Regions from separate parts of the Mus musculus genome. Here region 2 is linked to region 1. The links are chromatin contacts, called in public Hi-C maps. All regions are on one chromosome and are shown on one strand. Each heading gives the region's core, a stretch centred on a gene start, on an enhancer-like site or on the middle of the called end of the contact. The rest is flanking DNA. Distances are from core to core; before and after follow the strand shown. Region 1 holds the start of Ubap2 (ubiquitin-associated protein 2). Region 2 holds the start of Dnajb5 (DnaJ heat shock protein family (Hsp40) member B5).

Region 1 (7,119 bases), core at 3,130-5,629:
TAAATGTGTATGGGTATACATGCAGGTATCTCCATTCATCCCAACAGAGGCCCGGTGCCCAAGAAGGCCAAAAGAGGGCCTGAGATTTGTTACAGACAGCTGTGAGCCACCATATCAGTCCTGAGAGTTGAGTCGGGTCCTCTTGAAAAGCAGCAACTGAAACTGAGCTACCTCTCCATAACCCCAAGACAGGGTTTCTCTGTGTAGCCCTGGCTGTGTGTCCTGGAATGCTCTGTAAACCAGGCTGGCTCAAACTCACAGAGCTCGTCCTGCCTCTACCTCCCATGTCCCAAACCCCAGAATTAAAGGTGTGCACCACCACACCCAGCTCTACCAACTTTTAAAGGGAGGCTATTGCCTATTAACAGAAACACTCACTGCTCATCACAAGCCCCGATCCATGTGTGCCTCAATTCCCAATCCTTAACCAGGCACCAACTCAAACTGACTTCCATCCACAAGCAACTATGTCCCTCGGCCAAAAAGTCACAAAACCTGGTCTTCAATGCCTCATCAAAGACTTCCAGACAGGTGCGTGTGGATCTCACCTTGTAAAAGGTAGAAGTGGGGGCTGGAGAGATGGCTCAGCGGTTAAGAGCACTGACTGCTCTTCCGAAGGTCCTGAGTTCAAATCCCAGCAACCACATGTAGTGAGACCTGATGCCTTCTTCTCATGCCATCTGAAGACAGCTACAGTGTACTTATCTATAGTAATAAATAAATCTTTGGGCCAGAGCGAGCAGAGAACCTAAAATTCAATTCCCAACAACCACATGAAGGCTCACAACCATCTGTACAGCTAAAGTATACTCATATACATAAAATAAATAAATAAATCTTAAAAAAAGAAAGAGGTAGAGGTGGAAGTGTAATAGGTAGTTTAAGCTCATCTGTGGGCCTATAGAGTTCAAGGCTGACAAGACCCTGAATTTAAAAACAAAAACAAACAAAAAACAGTATTTTCAACAAGTTTCCTTCCACTAGAAGGAAGTTGAGGTTATAGCACTGTTACAGGGTACATCCTCAATTCAATCACCAGCACCATCCCCACCCCCCAAAGTCAATGAAGGCAAAGCAAAGGTAACTCTGGAAGAAGTAGTGCCTACAAGAGAATTTAAAGCAGGGGCTAGAGAGAGGGCTCAGCAGGCCTAAGTTCAATTCCCAGCAAACACATGGTGGCTCACAACTATGCTTAATGGGATCCAATCTGATGCACTCTTCTAGTATGTGCCTGAAGACAGCTACAGTGTACTCATATACATTTTTAAAAAAAGAAAAAAGAAAGAAAGAAAGAAAGAAAGAAAGAAAGAAAGAAAGAAAGAAAGAAAGGGAAAGGAAAGGATTTCTTGGTCAAAACTTGTAAAACTTTACCTCAAGCTCTTTGGTGACAGTTTCCTTTGACTCCAAGTTCATCTCCACTCCCCATTTTACAAACAAAATAGCTACAACTCTTATCAGAAGATGAGCATGGCAGCACTTGGACTTATAGAGACCCGGACTGCAACAAGTTTGAGGCTACTCAATGAGTTAGAAACCAACCTGGCTACAAAGTAACACATCAAAGCTGCACTCCCAGGCTGACCCTGTTTTAAACTAAAACAATTTCAAGGCTAACAATGGAAAGTAAAATCACTTTAGACCAGTCTATATACTGCAAGTCGGGATTCTACTTTCTAGATGCATTTATATCATTAAGGGTAAACAAACAGCAAACCTAAAAGGAGGCCAGAAGAGCGTGCCACATGCCTGTCCTCCCAGCCCTCAGGAGACCAGGGCAGGCGGATTTTGAGGTCAGCCTAGCTATGTATCTTGGCTAAAACTTCACCTCAAATGTGCATTCATTGAAATAAATTCACTCTTGTAGCCATGTTCTTCCATCATTTCTCCCAAAACAATAAAATTTACTCAAACTAATACTAAGAGAGACCCCTGATGAGTACTTGAGTCACCTGGAAAGGGAAGTAAACAAAGCAGTTCTAAAGGAAGTTCCCCACGGCAGACCCTGGCTCACCAATCCACATTTAGAGTCCAGAGGAAAGCAGAGCAGCTGGAAGCTGCCCCGAGAGCAATTACCACAATCCTTCCTCATGGCCTCATCTCTGCCATGTTACTACTTCCACCCATATTTCAAACAAAACAATCTCCCTCTCTCTGAAATGTTTAGTTTTTGAAAGTCAGAGGCAGCAAGGAAACAAACGGGGGAGGGGTCAGAAGTGTGGGAAACATAAAGGTCACCCACTGGGAGTGAGGGGAGGATCAATTACAGAACTTAAATGACCCCTAAGTAGGAAAAATCAGGCAGGAACATAATGACAGCAATCAAGTGTAGAATGGGAAACTAAACCTTTGCCCAGTAAGACAAATCTCATAGCAACTGGAAAAGGGCCCTAGCCAAAAGGCCCTGAAGGCAGACAAGATATATTGGACCACCTCCAAAGAGTAGAATTTCTCTCCTAAACTAGGTAAAGAGCACACCAAAGAACCATCCCGATGTCTAAGCTACACTACAGGAGAACTTAGGCATGATAGCCACCTCCCCTCTGTTGGTTTATTTACTGTTTTAGTGTTGGTTATTTGAAAAACCAACTCTTAAAAAAAGAACAGGCACCAGATGGTGGTACCTCATGCCCTTAAGCCTGGCACTCGGGAGGCAGAGACAATCTCTTGAGTTCAAGGCCAGCCTGGTCTACAGAGCAAGTTCTAGGACGGTCAGGACCACACAGAGATCCTTTCTTGAAAAACTTAAGGGAGGTTAAAAAAAAAAAAAACTAAACAACAACAAAAATAAACAATTCAGAGGGCGTATTAGCATGCCCATTAATAGGAGAAAAAAAAAGAAAAAAAAAAGCTTAAAAACTTTACAATAGAAGATATAAATATAAACACTATTCACTGAAAGAGAGAGAGAGAGAGAGATCATTGTAACCAGGCACAGTAGTGTTTGACTGTAATCCATGCAAACTGAAATCCCAGCATAGAAAGACTGAAGCAAGAGGTGCATGGTGACTCATGCCTTTAATCCCAGTGCTTGGGAGGCTGATGCAGGTGGATCTCTATGGGTGCAAGGCCAGCCTGGTCTACAAAGCAAGTGGGGGACAGCCAAGGTTGTAACATGAAGAAACCCTGTAAAAACTATCGAGCGAGCGAGCGAGCTAGAGAGACTGAGACAAGAGGCTCTCAAGTTAAAAGCCAGCCTTGGCTAGGTAGTGCAACCCTCTCTCAAAAACGCCCTCCCAAAAAAAGGCATGCTCTTCAAATAAATGATCTCTGGGTACCTCATAGAATCACCTAAAAGCTCCAATTGTTACTGTACACAATTGCTGGAGAAAAGTAAAGAGTAGGCAGACTATGCACCTTGGAAATAAAGTAGAAAGGCGTATTAGTGGTAGTAAACTACGAGATTATGTTAAAGCAAAAAACTGCAGGAAGACTTCCAAGACCAACCCAAAGAGAAAACACGAATCCTAAGTGGTGACAGTTGACATGCCTGGGTAACTAAACCTGAAAATGCAGGGGGGAAGGTGGGAGAGCTGACTATGCCTGGGTAACTAAACCTGAAAATGCAGGGGGGAAGGTGGGAGAGCTGACTAGGAAAACTGAGCTGGAACGCACCAGGCTAAAGAATTTGTTTGAATTTCTAACAACGCTTTACAGTTCACAAGCACTCTTACCTCACCTTAAAGAATAAATAAACTATGACACCACCAGACTTCAATAGGGCATGAAGAGGAAACTCACAGAGTTTCAACTAACACCAAAGACCACAGTAATGAAAAGTAGTAAAATTGAACTATGCCTTCAGATTAAGTGGGGAGAGACTAGAGCGCAGAAGTTGGGCACTAAGACCAGTCCCAGGACAGGCGCCAGACTAGAAAGCTGAAAGGTGGTCCGGATGGGGCGACAGCGTGGCGGAGGAGCTCCTGCCAACGTGCAGGGACCGAGGTGGGAGAGAAAACCACACCCTCCAGGATAAAAACCCAAAGGGGGGGGAGGGGAAGGCGCCCCCTGGGGCTGGGTGGGGCCGGCCAACTAGGATGGGGGGTGGGGGGTGGAGCAGGAAGCACAGGGCAACCTGAGCGGGAGAGGAAAGAGAGTGCTCAGGCCTGGACACACTACGGAAACATGAAGCCAGCGAGGGAAGCTCGGCCCGATCCACCCGAGTAGACGCTGGGGCATCCCAAAGGGGGCTGGGAGTTCAGAAGACCTTAGCCCAGGTCCAGAAAGCATACACTGCAAGGTTCAGGGCCCTGGGAGGCAGGATGAAGGGGACCGGGTGACAATTACCGCTGCTGCTCTCGTTGGACTCGGGACCCGCCGCCGCCGCCGCTCGTTACCTGCCAATGTGCCTCTTACAAAGCGGCGGCGGCGGCAGAGGCGGCCCTGCCCGTCACGTGATCCCTACGTCACGGGAGAGGGTGGAGCCAGTACTTGAAGATTGAACGGGGTTACCCGGCTGGCTAACACAGCTCTGGGAGCTGAGCGAGAGGAACTATGTGGAGGCGGCGGAGATGGTGACATTGCTTGTGGTCAGAATTTCAGGGTCGTACTATCCGCCGCCTATAGAGAACCCACTATTAAAGCGTGCGGTCGCGCTATGATGACCTCAGAAACACTGCAAGATGCTCGATGCGTGCGGCTCTTTCGTCACGTGACATGGTGCAGCCACTCAAAGCAAGCCTGGCTTCTAGACGTTTTGAGGGCGAACTACAACTCCCAGAGTGCTGCGCGGCAAAGGCACTCTCTACGACCGCCTTTTCTCAGCGTGCTCCTAAGTACAACTCCTGATTCTGACTTATTCGAGCATCTTATGGCTAGCTTCCGAGTTAGTACCAATGGGTGCCACCTGCCAAGCGAACCAGCGTGGTTCCTGCTGGGAGGTGTAGTTCTGGCGGAGAGTGGGTCTAGCTCCCACGTTGCGAGGCTGGCGCTCCGCCCTGCCCTCTGCGCGGGAAAACGCCAACCGCCAGCTGCTGAGCCAGACACCCAGAACGTCCTCGGCTGAAGGCCACGAGACTTCAATGTAGTCAAATGTGGACTGCTTTCTGCATTCCCAACTCTCTTCTGCAGGAAACAACTACCATTCCTTGAACGCCAACGGGATGTTAGAGGTGTTCTAGCCCAAAAGGCTACTAGTATCGGACCGGTTTTGCAAATAGGAAAGGAAAAGTTATTTTCTGGCATAAGAAACCTAAATCAGGTTTTCCTTGTTGAGAAGTTACCTGATCCACCTCTTAGTAAAGATGTTAACCTCAGGAGATTAAGCAAAAGTAATGGAGTTTTGTTGTTTTTTGATTTTTTGAGACAGGGCTTCCCTGTTTTGGAACTTGCTTTGTAGACCATACTGGCCTCAAACTCACAGAGTGCTGGGAGTAAAGGCACGTGACACCACAGGCCGACTCAAATAAAGATTAATCACTAGCATATCTTTAAAAAATAAATAAATAGATAGATGTTGCGCTGGAGAGATGGCTCAGTGGTTAAGAGCACTGACTTCTCTTCCAGAGGTCCTGAGTTCAATTCCCCGCAACCACACGGTGGCTCACAACCATCTGTAATGGGATCCAATGACCTCTTCTGGGGTGTCTGAAGACAGCACAGTGTACTCACATACATTAAATAAATAATTTTTTTTTAGATGTTTAAAACACTTTAACTCCAGCCCAGACTAACCTAGCCTTATTGTGCAGTACATGGTGACCGCTAACTCTCAGCAGTCATCCTGCCTTGGTCTCCCAAATGGTGGTATTTCAAGGATTATAGACAAGAGTCACCCACCATGCCTGATTAATATGTATTTCAAATATATACATATATACCATTCATATATATATAGATGTTTTACCTGTATGTATATATGTAGCACATACATGCCTGGTCAGAACATGGGATTGGGTCCCCTGAAATTGGAGTTAGAGATAGTTATGATCCATATTCTAGGTGCTGGAAATCAAACCAACATCCTCTGGAAAGACAATTGCTCTAAACAGCTGAGCTATATCTTGTTAAAAATTATACATTTAAACATAATAAACCAGCACTCGGGAGGCAGAGGCAGGCAGATTTCTGAGTTTGAGGCCAGCCTGGTCTACAAAGTGAGTTCCAGGACAGCCAGGGCTATACAGAGAAACCCTGTCTTGAAAAACCAAAAAAACAAAAAAAAACCCAAAAAACAAAAACAAAAGAACACACATAATAAAATGTGATTATGTGGCTATTGTCTATGTGTAGCTTATTAGGTTAGATACATCCACAACGTTGGAATTAAGAGGTTAATTAGTGGTGGTGTAAGCCTTTGTTCCCAGGAAGCAGATGCAGGCTGCCTAGTTTACAGAGCAAGCTCCAGGACAGCCAGGGCTACACAGAGAAACCTGTCCCAGGAAAGAGAAAGAGATTATATAAAATGTCTGCTTGGTAAACAATAAGCCCTCAACAAACAAAATTATGTTCAAACCCTATTTGTACCCATAAGGTAAGGTGCAGCTGGTTTAAGCAAGATGGAAAGGGAATTTTCTTATACTGATGGGGGTTCAGTGCTAATTACTAATTTGCTAGTTACTAATAGACTTGATCTCTTTAACCTACTTGGCTAGACAATTGAAAATTTAAACAGTCCGGCCCAGTTCAAGGGAAACCTTTGTTTTTCTGCCTGAATTACAGAATGCTCAGGCTGTACCTGTAACAAAAAGAACGTATTATCCTGATTATCCATGTGTAGATCTATCTTATCTTTCTTGGCCAGTGACCTACTAACATTGTGTTGGGTCAGTTCAGTCTCTATGTTTTCTTGTTTTGTAGAAATGTATGAGAAAATCAAAGATTTTTAAAAAATGTTTTAATCCACTATTGAAAGTCAAAGACTTAGTCAGGCAGTGATGACACACACCTTTAATTCCAGCACTTGGGAGGCAGAAGCAGACAGATCTCTGAGTTCAAGACCAGCCTGGTCTACAGAACCAGTTCCAAAACAGACAGGATTACACAGATAGTCTCTGTCTCAGCAGAAGAAGAGAGGAAAAAAAGGAGAGAGAGAGAGAGAGAGAGAGAGAGAGAGGAGAGAGAGAAAAGAAGGGAGAAAGAGGGAGGGAGAAAGAAAGGAAGAAAGAAAGAGAGAAAGAAAAG
Region 2 (7,119 bases), core at 2,520-5,019, 1.7 Mb after region 1:
GAAGCTTTCCTTGAGAATCTTATGCTACACGCCCTCTGCTGGCCATCCCTAAAACTGACATCTCCATTCTAAAGCGGAAAAATAACTCAGACCCCGAAGGTACTACTCATCACTGCAAGCTTAGAAGCTCAAGGAGATGCCAGCAAGTACCAAGAAGTTAGATTGCTGGCCAATGCTCAGTCACTGAAAAGAACAGGAAATGAAGGCGTCAGTAAGCTTAAGTGTCTAGCATGAAAATTAGGGCTCAACTATGTCTAGGAAATAAGCTGAGGGTGAGGCTGGACTCAAGGGATTCCTTTGGCCAAGATTGTAACTGGAGTCAGTATCTCAGGCAGATGCCAAAGGTGGGTTTCAGTGTGGGACCAACCCTATGTCCCTATGTCAACACAAAGCACGTATCAAATGAGATGCTAAGAGTCTGACCACAAGAAGTCAGTCTGCATTCAAAGCAGCATTCCTATGCCCAGGTGAAACATCGGGAGATGAGTACCCGGTCACTGGAGAGCTCCAACCATGAATGCCATGCAGGGGACCAGTAGGAGAGATGAGAGACAGAATAAGGCAGCCTCTGGTTTCTTGGTAGTTGCTGGCTTTAAAAATGACAATAGGCAGGCTGAGGAGCTCTTTTCTCCTCAAAAGGAGAAAGTCCCAGCGTCATGAAAAAGCCTCCTCACATGCCATACTGCCACATACAAGTAGTAGGTTCAATCTGGGGAAAGGGGCAGCCCAAGAGCCAATGCTGTCGCTGCGTAGAGCTGGCAGCTGTGGGGGTAGTAGTCTCCCTTGCCTCCAGGATTCGGTTTCTACTAGCAACGGGGCCTGGCATCCTCCCACACCCAGGTCTTAGCAACCATGAGAGCCCCTGGCAACTGCTGCCATGGTGACAAGACAGGGAACTAGGAACAGGCCGAGGGGGGAAGCACTTCCTCTGGAGGATTTGGGATGTGTGCAAGATAGGGGCTCCCCCTCCCATACACAGTCTGTGAGGGAACATGTGCTCCTGCTTAAACACCTCCTCACTGGATCCACCCCCACCCCTCTGCCCACAGGTTCCGGTTCCCTCAGGGTGAGGAAATGAGGGACACCTAGGGTTATGACGTCTCCATGAGGAGGGAGGACAAGCGGGGGTGTCTGGACAACATGATCACAGATGCGTACATACACTGGCAGAAATGGTGTCAATGGCCACATACTTCCCTCACTCTTTATCATGGAGTGATGCCTACACAGACATTTATTTAATCATACCTGTGTGCCGACACAAAGCTACATACCTATAGCAAGTACAGGTACACACTTACAAACAGACTCATGATTATGACAATCCCAATCAGACACACACATTTCTAGTTGCACTCACACACCCAGATAGCCCTGAACACACGGAGTCAATGTCATTTACATTAATCGAATGCCATGTTCAGAACTAAGACATGTGTCACCTTAATTAACCCCCAGAAAAGCCCTGTGGGCTTCTACTGTTGCTTAGCCCATTTGCCCAGAACAAATGAGGTGTGGGTTGGCCAGTGCCCTGGAAAGGCCAATAGGCTAACTGGCTCCACACTCCCATTCTTACAGTCTATGCTGCCCTGTGTTCTCTGGGTCAGATGCCCTAGAAAGTAGGACAAATGGCAACAATAGTGCTCCAGGCAGACAGTGAAGTGTGGGTCACCACTCTGAGGACATAAACCTCCAGGCCCTGAAGTCCAGGCTGACAGTTTATCATCAGCTGAGCCAGGTAAAGGCTCATGGCTAAACCCTCCCTCTGTGCTGGCATGAGCAAGGCTGGGAGCAGCAAGAGACAGGCCTAGAATTAGGAAGAAACACAGCTAGGGCCCCTCACATCAGGAGGAAGGATACTGGTGGCCCCCAAATCCTTGGGGCCAGTACCATTCCTAGATTGCCTCTTCCCAGGATACCATGTCCACTCCCTGCCACTCCCTCATCGTGGCCTCATCCCTTCCTTCTCCCTCTGCCTCATCTGGTTTCTCTGTCCTGCCATTCTATTGCTCCTCCAGTCTCCCCCTGACCCATCTCCCCTTCCTCTCACCTGCCCAGTTGTCTTTGCCTCCCACCCGCATCTTACGGCCCCCTTATCCAGTTCCCATCCCATCTCCTTCAACCAGATACCTGTTCAGTCCTCATACTGCGGGCTCCACACCCCCTTCCTTGCCCCTCTGCCCAACTCCTCTTTTCACCCTAGCTCCTTTTTCTATTTTAAACTCAAATTCCTTTGCACTTGGGAGTTCATGTGGAACAATGGGAAAAGAAGGGTTGTTAAGAATATGCAGAACTTGCCCCCCACCCCCAAAGACCCAGTCCCCTTTCCTGCCCTATTCTGGGGCCTAGGTACTCCAAGCCTCAGTTTACAGTTCCAACTGCTCTTCATGGCCTCATAGATATCTAAATCCGGTCCTGAGAACTGGCGAAGAATAAGGTGAGAGAATTTTCTCAAGCCTTTGTCACCAAATCTCCCAAGAACCCCCTCCCCCTCTTCACCCCCAGATTACCCCCATCCACCCCCCCCCCCCGCTCCCTCCAGCACAGATGGGCCTGGGAGACAGTAACGTGGGCGCCAAGCTCGGTGTCTGCTGGAGCGGCGGCTTCCGCTGGCGACCGCCTCCGCAGGCCCGCCTGCTCCGAGTATCGGGGACACTGGGGCTGAGATTTAATGATTTACTAGGGGGCTGGGGGGCCAGAGATGACAGTGCATGAGGGTGCTAAGAAAGAGGATCATGAAAAGCTGAGGTAAAAGATTAAAGGGGGAACTATGAGCTATGAGATTGCAGACTATGGAAGCAGGGAATTGAATTAAGAATTAAGACAAAAGGCGGGAGATGGAGGGGGAAGTAAAAAGATACAGAACAGGGCAGAAATTTGGTGTGAGGGAAGACCAGGTATCACAGGGGGTAAGAAAAAGGACGGGGGGGGGGGGCGGGCAGCGAGGAGAAGATGGAAGGTTAGTTTATAACGAGGTTGAACTGGACACTGTGGACTCCAAGTGGCTGAGAAGCCACTGCTCCTAAGCGAGCCGCTGTGAAAGGACTGAAGATGGAGGGCATCTGGACAGAGACTCAGGAAGGTGTTACCAGTTACTAGCGCAGAGGATAATCACAGGGGCACTTAGAATCTCAGCTCTATCCGGCTCTGTTTTGTGTTACAGTTAAACCATGGCAGGTCAATCCCAGGTCAAGACAAGGGAAAGCTAAACCAGGCCAGGTCAAGTTGGATCACAATCTGATAGAAGACGAGTAAGAAGGGATGAGCTTTGGATACTGATCCAGAGCCTTTGCCTCTCCTTCGACTCGAAAGAATGCCTGGTGTCACCAACAACTGATGAGTGCAGCTTTCCTAATAGGTTGTCTTTGAGGTTGCACTCGTTCCAGAAGGTTCTCCCTGGACTCAGGCGGTGGCTAGAATGTCTCACCTTCTCATACTGGAGACTGGACTAATATAGTTGCCCACACTGGCTTGGGTCGAAATCACAGGGACCAGCCAATAAAATCAAAGGGCGCCTGGAGTTGCCTCCCTATGTTCTTTTCACCAATAACACGACGAGATGGAGAAGAGGTGTGGTTGATTGATCCCAGAGGGCACCAATCACACCCACACCAATCACTGCCCGGAATGTGTGCGCGTGTGGCCGGGTGACAGGGGCGGAGAAGAGGTGGCTATCACCCGGACGCTCGTTGAGAGGTATCCAATCACAGAAGAGTCTGAGCTGAGTGACGGATAGACCGGGCAATGGGAAGCGCGGAGGCGGAGCCGTGGGGGCGGGCTCCCGGTCCCGCTGTCTGCGGCCGGCGGGCAGGCGACTCCTGTCCCGAGTGGAGGCGGCGGAGCCGGAGCCGGGGGAGGGGGCAGCGGCTGATAGAAGGACCGCGGCGGCGCCCGCAGCTCCTCACCGGTGAGGGCGCTGAGCGAGGACTCGGGGGTCCCGGGAGTGGGGCGTCGAGAAGAGAGGTCCTGGTATGGGGGGTTGGGACACCGTGGGCCCATAGTCTCCTCTGTCGTAGGGGTGAGGGGCCTGGGAGCTCGGGGTCTGCCAGGTGCTGGGTATCTGCGACAAGGGTCGGGTTGGGTCGGGTCGGATTGGGTTGCGCCGGGCGGAGGCGTTTCTGAGCAGGCCAGCCAGCCAGCTGGGGTGACATCACCGACCCCCCTCCCCCGCGCGAACCCCCTTCCTTCCTCTCCCTGCCGCGCCTTTTGTCCGGGCCAGGCTCGGCTCTGCCCCGCCCCTCCCCGCCCATCTGCGGGGGAGGAGACTCCCCGTCAGTGACTTCATTGAGTAGGTTCTTGGGGATTGGGCTTGGGTCCTCCCCAGAGAGGCGAGAGGAGCTCACTGACTCTCAGGCCCTCACTATCACACCTGTCACAGGTACACACGCTGCCACTCAACAACTACACACTGTCACTGCCAGCCTCACTGTCACACAGCCGAACAGGCGCTCACATCATTCAGCCAGACACTGCTGCACCTGAGAGCAGGTGGCCACTGGATCCTCTCTCTGCACTCTACACCTGGGGACCGGGTCCAGCTCCCTGGGCACGATACAGGCCTTGCTGGGTCACGGCCTCTGGGAATCTGAGGAGGTGGCTTCCAGAGCTACAGCGTCCCAAGCAGGCTCCGGTGGAGCGATCAGAGGTGAGGGGCTTGGCTGGGCATGTTTAAGCGCACAGTGCTGTCCTGCCCACCCCCAGCAGCACCCCCACTGCAGGCTCGAGGAGCTTTCCGGAGCTTCCCACACTTCTGGGGAGAAGACTTCTTAGCCAGCTTGATGTTTAAAATTCAGCTGGAGCCCTTAAAACTTCGAGCGTGGACGCTGAATGGGTTTGTAAAGTTTCGGTAAGTCCCTCCTGAGAAGGGCGCTCATACCCATGCCAAGTCAGATTCTCCACATCAGCCATTCCCTGCATTGCCTCCTTCCTTCCTCCCTGTCATCCTCATCTCCCCCCGGTATGTGCATGAGTCCCCTTGACCTCACCTGTACTTTTGAATGAATTGTACCCCATGTCATTCATCTCTCTCTCAAACTCATGTTTCCACGAATATCTCCAATATTTCAGCTCTTAGGTTCTCCCTCCCAACCCATCAGTAACGTGTGGTCCACTTCAGCCTTTTCCTTTTGTCATCTCTCATCCCTGTCCGTCAGACCCTGTCTCCTCCCTGTACTTGATGGTCCCTCTTGCTATCTGTCCTCATTTTTTCTTTCATCCCTAGCTCTACCTTGACATACTCATTCTTCATCAAAGGCAGAGCCATGCCTTGGGGCTCCTTTGTCATCCTACCACGTGGCTTGTGGGGAGGGAGAGGGAAGGAGGGTGGAAAGAAGGAGGGAAAGGAGGCAGGTCCTGAGAGTTTGCCCTGTGTCTGTAGAGGCAAGAGAATTATGGGTCTAGAGCAGCTAGCAGGTGGGTGCCGGAGAGGAAGCTGGCTGTGGTGGGGAAGAGATATTGAAGGACTACAAACGGTGGGTGGGCTGGTAAGCTGGGTCACTGCCCTCTGCCTGGAAGCCGCTGGAGTTCCCTGGGCACCCTGTTGCTGCTGTTCTAGGTTTCTTCCTGTCCTGGGGGAGAGAAAGTGTGGGCTGAGGCAAAGATGGCAGACCACCCATCTCCCTCTCAGACTGCTTTTAATGCCGTTTCCGAAAATGGCTGCCCTCCTCCAGATGATCTTTCTTCTCTGCCTCCCCCAACTCTAGGCTCCCCCACAGGCGTGACATGCTGGTGTGGGGAGATGGGGGAGTACCCGCCTTTATAGTGCCTTCTCTTTGTCAGAGTGAGGTGGCTTTCAGTACCATGAGTCAACCTAGCCACCTGCAGCAGGCAGGAGCTAAGGTCACTCTCCCTGCCTATCTGGGGCCCCCTTAACTGTCACAGCCCTCACTCCTGCCAGGACGCCTTGTACACTTTACTACTGTGAGGTAGTCAGGGGCAGAAAGGCAGGCCTCAGCTCTGGCTGCCAGGACATTGTTAGAAAGACTCTGGTTCTCCCTGTTTTACAAGGGTTGGCTACACCTCAAAAAGGCTAAAGGATGGCACGTGGCCACTCCTTCATATCCCCTCCCTTCATATCCTCCTCAGGTCCACTGATGGAAGCAGGTTAAGAGTAGGAACCCTGGCTTGATGTCCTTGGGCCCCACTTAGGAGTATTAGCCTAGCATGGAGTCAGATCCTAAAATGTAAGGGTAGGTAGAGGAGGGGCTTGCAGCAAAGGGATTTAAGACATGGAGGTTAGTGTCCATGGTCTCCTGGCACCTAGGCTTTAAGAAGGCCGTTTCTCTGATGGTTTTGTTCACTGCCTTTGGTGCTTAGGCAGCGCAGACAAGCAGTCACACTTCAGTGTGTAAATACTGGGAAATGAGTAAAGGCAATGTTACCCTGGCTGGGGGAGAGAGTGTCCCCCTGCTAACGAGGGTGTTAGAAACAGCAGTTTCCAAAGGTGTGAGTCACTCTGTGATCTGAGTCACATGTGAGGCTTAGCATAGTCTGGGGGACAAGGACAGAGAGATCTGGGGTCCCCGGTGGCAGAAAAGACTCCAAACTCCCATACCCCAATTCAGCTGGCTGGAGACTGGAGCCTGTTCCCCATCCTAGGCTCCTGACCCAGCTGTCCTCAGCCCGGGCATCATGCCTGAGGTGTGGCGTAGGAGAGACTGTGAAGCTCAGGTGACCTCACTCAGTGCACTGACCTTCGCCAGCTTCTGTGTGTGTCTGTCAGTCCACAGTGCCATTTCGCTCAGAAGGGCCTCTCGGGGGTCCTCAGGCTGGCCCCAAGGGCCTGGGCCTCTGCCTAGCCCCAAGAAGTAGGCCACAATCTTCAGCCAGAAGCTGAGACGGAATCATGGAATGGTTCATGTCAGAACGGGAAGACATCATCTAGCCCAAAACTTTCATTTTACAGATGGGGAGACAGAGGCCCAGAGAATAGGCATGACCTGCTGAAGGTCACACAGGGAGTCATTTAAGGACTGCAGGATCATCAGGAGTGGGCCTGGGCTGTAGAGAGTAGGGCATCAAAGACTGGCCCTGGGCTCTTTCAGGAACAAGGAGCCCAGCACCGGTCCAGTGGCTGTGATGGGAAAAGATTATTACAAGATTCTTGGGATCCCGTCTGGG

What was found. A called contact is a pair of places that touch in the nucleus more often than the background predicts.
Region 2: a contact with region 1 is called in a Hi-C map of B cells, with 6 read pairs. The contact joins the promoter of Dnajb5 here to the promoter of Ubap2 in region 1. A contact is called at or near these places in 2 of 39 promoter capture datasets (cranial neural crest and pre-B cells), 2 of 484 Hi-C or Micro-C datasets (B cells and CD4 T cells) and 1 of 115 datasets of contacts at active chromatin or transcription factors (large pre-B cells).

Annotation. Positions count from the first base shown.
Region 1 is chr4:41,270,756-41,277,874 of GRCm38.p6, forward strand. It overlaps Ubap2 (ubiquitin-associated protein 2), which reads right to left and starts at 4,380. Exons shown (of 29, transcript NM_026872.1): 1 at 4,285-4,380.
Region 2 is chr4:42,946,098-42,953,216 of GRCm38.p6, forward strand. Dnajb5 (DnaJ heat shock protein family (Hsp40) member B5) reads left to right here and starts at 3,770. Exons shown (of 5, transcript NM_001355438.1): 1 at 3,770-3,907; 2 at 4,379-4,846; 3 at 7,044-7,119. The coding sequence starts at 4,665.